2 separate regions of the Danio rerio genome follow, and region 2 is linked to region 1. A link is a contact called in public Hi-C data. All regions are on one chromosome and are shown on one strand. Each heading gives the region's core, a stretch centred on a gene start, on an enhancer-like site or on the middle of the called end of the contact. The rest is flanking DNA. Distances are from core to core; before and after follow the strand shown.

What was found. A called contact is a pair of places that touch in the nucleus more often than the background predicts.
Region 2: a contact with region 1 is called in a Hi-C map of an unstated tissue, with 2.2 times the contacts expected there. The contact joins the promoter of mab21l1 here to the promoter of LOC141377868 in region 1. A contact is called at or near these places in 2 of 18 Hi-C or Micro-C datasets (embryo and an unstated tissue) and 1 of 4 datasets of contacts at active chromatin or transcription factors (embryo).

The regions. Positions count from the first base shown.
Region 1 is chr15:35,538,196-35,541,900 of GRCz12tu, forward strand. It overlaps LOC141377868, which reads right to left and starts at 1,990. Exons shown (of 2, transcript XM_073923854.1): 1 at 1-1,990. All of the region lies in intron 29 of nbeab (neurobeachin b), which reads right to left.
Region 2 is chr15:35,683,304-35,687,008 of GRCz12tu, forward strand. It overlaps mab21l1 (mab-21-like 1), which reads left to right and starts at 2,021. Exons shown (of 1, transcript NM_152974.2): 1 at 2,021-3,705. The coding sequence starts at 2,399. The coding sequence ends at 3,478. The region is part of intron 29 of nbeab (neurobeachin b); the gene reads right to left.

The sequences.
Region 1 (3,705 bases), core at 740-3,239:
TTATAGTAACCAAGGAAACAGTGGCTAAACAACTTCTAGTATTATACACAACTGAAAGCAAGTTTAAATGTCCTACAACTTTACACAAACAGCTGGAAACAAGTCCTCAAACCATACACAACAACTGAAACAAATCTTAAATGTACTTACAGGCTGCTGTTCTAGATGCTGCTAAAGTGCTTCTCCTGCCGACTAATGCTACCGTGCTCACTATATAGTGGTTACCTGGCGTTTGGACACGCCTCCCGAGTCAAAACAAGGGCCGAAACTGAGGCGGACGACGCGAACCGCGTCTGCGTTCGCTACACAAGCTCTTATAGTAACCAAGGAAACAGTGGCTAAACAACTTCTAGTATTATATTTAAGGAAATGTTTATATTTATGTGGACAATTTTGATGTGGTCATGCCATTGGCTCATGAACATTTCCTGCTTGTTATTGAACTACGTCATAACTGTAACAAGAGGCAATTCAATCACAACTTAATGTCATAACAGCTATCATAACGTTATTTATCAATGTAGGGCTCTTTTTAGATTCCCGGAAGCTACAGACATTAACAATGTAAAAAAAGAAATATGTTGGGGCCATTGTCATTGGTTACATCTCTCAAAATGGTCTACATATAATACAAATTATATATAGGTAAACAAACTTTCATTTTAGATGCAATTAATTACAAGTAACAGACTAACAACACTAATTATGACATACTATGTTTATTTTTTCATGTATCATGTTGTTCTATATAGTAAAACATTCAAAATAAGAACATTATTTTTGAGCAGCGCACCCTCTCACATTCCCTATCCTCAGACACCTGCCCTGCCGCCGCAGTCAAGTCCACTTCCTGACCTCCTTCCCATTAGACACGGGGTTTTTTTCTGGAGACCCACCAGCCAGATCTCCACGGTGCTTATTGATTTCTCTCCCTCTCCAGTGTCAGACAGGCCAGAGCTATAGCACCCCAGAGGCAACCCTACAAGGCAGAGATCGCCATTTTGCGCTCAGTGTGGTGGCCTTATTATTGGGAGGGGGGCCGACAAACACTCAGAAGCGGCTGTGCAGCTGCAGCCATTAGTAGTGTGAGAGAGAGAGTTCGCCATCACTATGTGTTGCAGTGACAGCTGGGGAGGTGTGAGGCGAAAGGAGAGGCCGTGATAGGCTAATTTAGCCCGTCGCCACGGCACCCGACCTCTGACCTGCAGGTGAGGGGGGCTCCGGGGAAACGGCTAGTTGGGTAATGTTGTTCACACATGGCCAAGTGGTAACATGTGGCTGTTTTTTTTTGTTCTAGTACGAGTTACTTTGTTACTATTCCTTTGCAAGCATTCTTTTTCGTATAAGCGTGAGGGTTTAGGTGAAGTTAGGAATAGTATGTTGGTAGGATGGGTCTTGTTTATTCAGTTGATTTGTTTTATTTGCACCGTAAAATTGGAGCATTATTATATAATTTTGTGTATTTTTTGTGTGAGTAATCGGAAGAACCAACTGGATTTTTATAGATTACCATATATTATTGATAGATGGACCCAGTTTTTTAGAGATTCAAAAACTTAATATAAAGACAATATAAAGGCCTATATATCTAGGATGGCTTGAAGGTAAATAATGGGAACATATACAGTTGAAGTCAGAATTATTTTTCCCTAATTTCTGTTTAACGGAGAGCAGATTTTCTTCAACACATTTCTAAACAATAGTTTTAATAAGTCATTTCTAATAACTGATTTGTTTTATCTTTGCCATGATGACAGACAAAAATATTTGACTTGATATTTTTCAAGATGCTTCTATACAGCCTAATGTGACATTTAAAGGGTTAATAAGATAACTGGGCAGGTTAGGGTAATTAGGCAAGCTATTGTATAACGATGGCTTGTTCTGTATCAAAAAATGGCTTAAAGGGGCTAATAAGTTTAACCTTAAAATGGCATTTAAAAAAAATAAAAACTGCTTTTATTATAGCCAAAATAAAACAAATAAGACTTTCTCCAGAAGAAAAAAATATTATCAGGCGTACTTGGAAAATTTCCTTGCTCTGTTAAACATAATTTGGGAAATATTTAAAGAAGAAAAAAAAAATCAAAGGGGGGCTAATAATTCTGACATCAACAGTATTATTTCTCCAAGCATTCGTTTTAGTATAGAACAAGCGTGGCTGTTTGAGCTCGCAGGTGAACTTTTTAGGAATAGTGCATTCAGAAATATGAAAATTGCTGTTTGTTTTATAAAAAGTCCATAGGTTGCTTACATACTGTACAGCCAAGTGGCATACCAGGGTAGTTTTTTGTTGCATTTTAGATTTAATTTAAGGAACAGTACTATCTTAAATGAAAAAAAATTGATTTAAGATTTTTCTTTCTTCCGCTCTTTTGTGACTGTGCATTACAGAGCTAAACCAAGACAAGCTTTTATAGCTTAAAAGGTATATCATTTTGAGTAATTCTTTCAATATAATGTACCAATTCATTGCATGTTTTTCTCTCAATAATAAAATTCATACTTTTAACATGCTGTAAACTAAATTTACAGCAGTGAGTAAACAGATGTGAAAGGTCCTGTGGAAAAAAAAAATTTAGTTCTTAGTTTCAGTTTGTTAGTTTTAAGGATATTTGTTTGCTACTGTGCCTCAAAACAGTGACAATATTCGCTTTTAGAAAATATTGAACTAATATAAACATCTACAGCTTGCAGTTTGTCACTTCTGCCTAAATCGATCAATGAACGTCAGCTCATACTTCAGTTTCTCATCAAATCTTGACCAATAAAATGCTCTCTAGTATATCTGACATGCCACACTCTCTTCAAGACATTTCTCATTTGCTTTTCATTTGATGTGCTTCGAACCAATGAAAACTCAGAGGTGTTTGCCAGATAAAGCTATTTTTTCCAGTACGTTTTTCAGGTAAGCAGTTTTAAGCTCTAGAATTGTTTTTTGATTATTACAGTATTATTTTAGCTAATTATGATTTATATATTAACTAGGGTCACCTGGACCACTTAACTGTAAATACAGATTTTAGACATTCACAATGATATACATTAAGGCCCATGAACTTGCATTAGATAGAAAAATCATGGTATGCTTCATTTTAAAACCTTCATCTTGGAAGGTTTGGAGGTGGTTAAATAATCAGAAAATTTTAATACATAGGAAAAAAAACCATCTGAGGGCATTTTTAACCAACTGGGTTATTATAGATTACTTTATATAACTGATAGCTGGATGCACTTTTTGGAGCATCAAGAACTCATTATAAAGGCCTACAGTATATACTGTATCTAGTATGGCTTAAAGGTAAATAATGGGAAAATATATATCCCCTTTTGGGTTAACTATTCCTAATAAAGCTAATAACTGGTGGGTAACTATAAAGTGCATACACACTAAGGTTATTATAGCTAATGAAAATGAGCGAAAAACGAAAACTAAAATGTAAAATAATTGTCGTTAACTGAGATAAAAATAAAAACGAGAGTTTTTTCAAAAACTAGAACTAACTGAAAGTGTATTGTGTAGAAACAAAACTAACTGGAACTAACTAAAATTATAGCTAAAACCTCCTTTGTTTTCGTATTTGTAAATGTATTTAATACATAATCTTACTGTAAGCCATTTAGAAGTGAAAAATAATCTGTGCTGCAGGTGTTTGTGTTTGACCCTTTCGCACCTCAGAAACTCCTGCTGCCATTGGCCAGATC
Region 2 (3,705 bases), core at 771-3,270, 150 kb after region 1:
CCCATGTATTAAACCACACGTTTTTCACCTAATCACTACTCGCTTGTGCAACATTTCGAATGCAATAATTAAAATTAAGTAGACATTTGCATAGCTTTCTATTTAAAGACATGTAAAGTAAATAAATAAATCGGCAGGTTTACATACAGTGTCACATTTACACATCCCTGTCAAAGGCCCAAAAACCATTCACCTTGCTTTAATTTTGGCAAAGGAGAACTGATATGTGTGATCGCTGCCTGAAAACAGCAGAGCTCTATTAATTATGGTTGGCAAAATCATTCGGGCAGAAGGAGCCAAGCAGACTACAGTGAGGGCTGGAGCCAACCGACCGTAATGCATCCTCAGTACAGTGACCTCTTACAATCTGTTTATGAAGCCAACTAAACATACATGCGTGGATATTCTGTGGATGTGTAGTCTATATATATATATATATATATATATATATATATATATATATATATATATATATATATATATATATATATATATATATATATATATAAAAACATTCAGACGCGCCCCCAAATTTCATAAAAAATAAATAAGTAAGCCTACTTTAGTAAAACAGTGCCGTCGATGTAGGGATTTAGTAAAAATAAAAAGACTCGTGTTGAATCTTATTTGATTTCAGATTCAATATTGCGAAGAAAGTGTTTGTGCAGTTCGCGTAACGATCTTGATAAAGTTTGAGTTCGCATGTGTGTTTGTTAACATTTTACCGGTAAATAAATTAGACTAAAATATGCCGAGGCAAACGAATAAAAGGAGGTAAATCTGCCAAATATGAACCTGTTTTAAAGGCTCGAGATCATAAATTAAGATCTAAATGTTTTGCATTAAACCACTTGCAGACTGCAGCATTCAATAAGACTTAAAATACATATAGCTAAATTAATGCAATGATACGTTAAAACATGCATATTTTAAATAAAGATAAACCGAAGAACTAAAAGTAGGCTAAACAACACATTAAAACACGTTTTTAATCATTAATTTAAAAATAAAAAAGACGCTTCCACTTTGGTGAAGCTTGAAGGTTTAATTCGTTCAAAACGTATATAATGCTTTTTAAAAATAATTTAGGCTAGAACTGCTAATAACACCAAAAAGCGTTTTTTTAATCGGCTAGGTTTAGGAAATCACCTTAACGCATATTACTTCAAAGGCCTTCGTATTCCTGCTATCGTCAATTAACTTCAGAAAAACTAAACCTATTCATTTTATATTTAATAATAAATAAGACGAGGGCATGATTTGGATAAGTTGAACCCAACTCACCATTTTCTATAGCCTAATAAAGGAAAATATGTTTGAAATGGTTCAAATTAAAGAAAACATCCCTGCATTAACTAACATATTTACACAGCTAAACATTTTAAAGAATATTTTACAAAACACATTATGCAAAGCGGATTTAAATTTACACGCACTGAAGAGAGATATCACCAAATATAAGCAACAGATAATATAAATGTAGTCATATCAAAGAATGTCGCAAAACTATACTGCACAGCCAAAAGATAAATCGGATGAGCAGATCAACGAAAAACATTATGCATTTCAAAGTGCACGCCATTCTACAGACGAAATAAATAAAATAAAAAAAATGTTAAATAACCTGTCTTAAATCTAATCATAATAAATATTCTTAAAACGATAATGAACATGTTAAGTATCAAATAATAGGCATACACAATAAATATTCACAAATATGAAATTCAATAGCCTGCTTTCTGGTTATAAATCAAGCCTTGATAAATTATCAAAATAACCAAATTATCTATAAAGAAGAACAGAAAAGGTCCATGTATCGCGAATAAACCTGTTTCTTCTCCCTCCAAAGTGTAGGTGTGTTTCCAACAGACGGGTTGGTTGTGTATAAAAGCTAAGGATTAATTTGTCGTCAATAAACTGAAGGCAGTGACGACTCGTGCTGTGATTGGACGAGCTCATCTCAAACCCTCCCTTTATAATTTCAGAGGACTGAGTTCGGAGTCTTAAACACACCAACACCGCTTGGACACACACTTAAGAGCACCCTGCACTTTCCAACCCCTATTGAAAACAGAGAAAAGGCACCGCAAGTGGATACAAGAGGTTTGCTGAACTACTGATCCGTGCGTATGGACTTTTAATTGCCGAATTAGACCAAGGGGTTTGATTTTTTTTCTTTTTTGGTCGCATAAGAAAATACAAGCAGATGATTTAACTGCCCGAGTTTGTGCATGTGCTCCACGCACAAATAAAAAAGGCATTATAAAAAATTATAGCCCCCTTTTTTTCTCTAAATAGTCCACATTCTTCTCTAAAATTGGCTCCTGTACAAACAGCCGCGTTGGATCCCTCGGGTTACTGCGAGACTCCGGTGTACAACCCGGATCTCTGTCCAAATATGATCGCCGCCCAGGCCAAGCTGGTGTATCATCTCAATAAATACTACAACGAGAAATGCCAGTCTCGGAAAGCGGCCATCTCCAAGACCATCCGGGAGGTGTGCAAGGTGGTCTCAGATGTCCTAAAAGAGGTGGAGGTCCAGGAGCCCCGCTTTATCAGCTCCTTAAACGAAATGGATAACCGCTTCGAAGGGCTCGAGGTCATCTCTCCAACTGAATTCGAGGTGGTCCTCTATCTGAACCAGATGGGGGTCTTCAACTTCGTGGACGACGGCTCTCTGCCGGGCTGCGCCGTGCTCAAGCTCAGCGACGGGCGGAAGAGAAGTATGTCTCTCTGGGTAGAGTTCATCACGGCTTCGGGATACCTGTCCGCGCGCAAGATCCGCTCCAGGTTCCAGACGCTCGTGGCGCAGGCGGTGGATAAGTGCAGCTATAGGGACGTGGTTAAAATGGTCGCCGACACCAGCGAGGTGAAATTACGCATCAGAGACCGATATGTGGTTCAGATCACTCCTGCGTTCAAGTGCACCGGCATTTGGCCGCGCAGCGCTGCTCACTGGCCGCTGCCGCACATCCCGTGGCCTGGGCCGAACAGAGTGGCAGAAGTCAAAGCCGAGGGTTTCAATCTCTTGTCGAAGGAGTGTTACTCGCTGAACGGGAAGCAGAGCTCGGCGGAGAGCGATGCCTGGGTGTTGCAGTTCGCCGAAGCGGAGAACCGACTGCTCCTAGGAGGCTGCAGGAAGAAATGTCTGTCCCTGCTCAAGACGCTGCGCGACCGTCACCTTGAACTACCGGGACAGCCTCTCAACAACTATCACATGAAAACTCTTGTGTCTTACGAGTGCGAAAAACACCCGCGCGAGTCGGACTGGGACGAAAACTGCCTCGGGGATCGGCTGAACGGGATTTTATTGCAGCTCATTTCGTGCTTGCAGTGTAGGAGATGCCCCCATTATTTTCTGCCAAACCTAGACCTTTTCCAAGGGAAGCCACATTCGGCCCTTGAAAACGCTGCCAAACAGACTTGGCGACTGGCAAGAGAAATTCTAACCAACCCTAAAAGCTTGGAGAAACTCTGAGGTAAAAAATAAACGACATGTTTGTGAATTGGAGGTCTGACTGATCAAAGTTCTGAGGCCTAGACGATGCTAATCAGGATCTCTTCCACAAAATGGTCACTGTTGAAACCAATCTCCGTTGATTTTGTTGTAAAAATATTTTAGAGAGCTCCGTTTAAAAATACTTTACATGACGAGAATTTGTCGTGAGGGAGCAAACTGTATCAACAATCAAAATGAATGGTTAC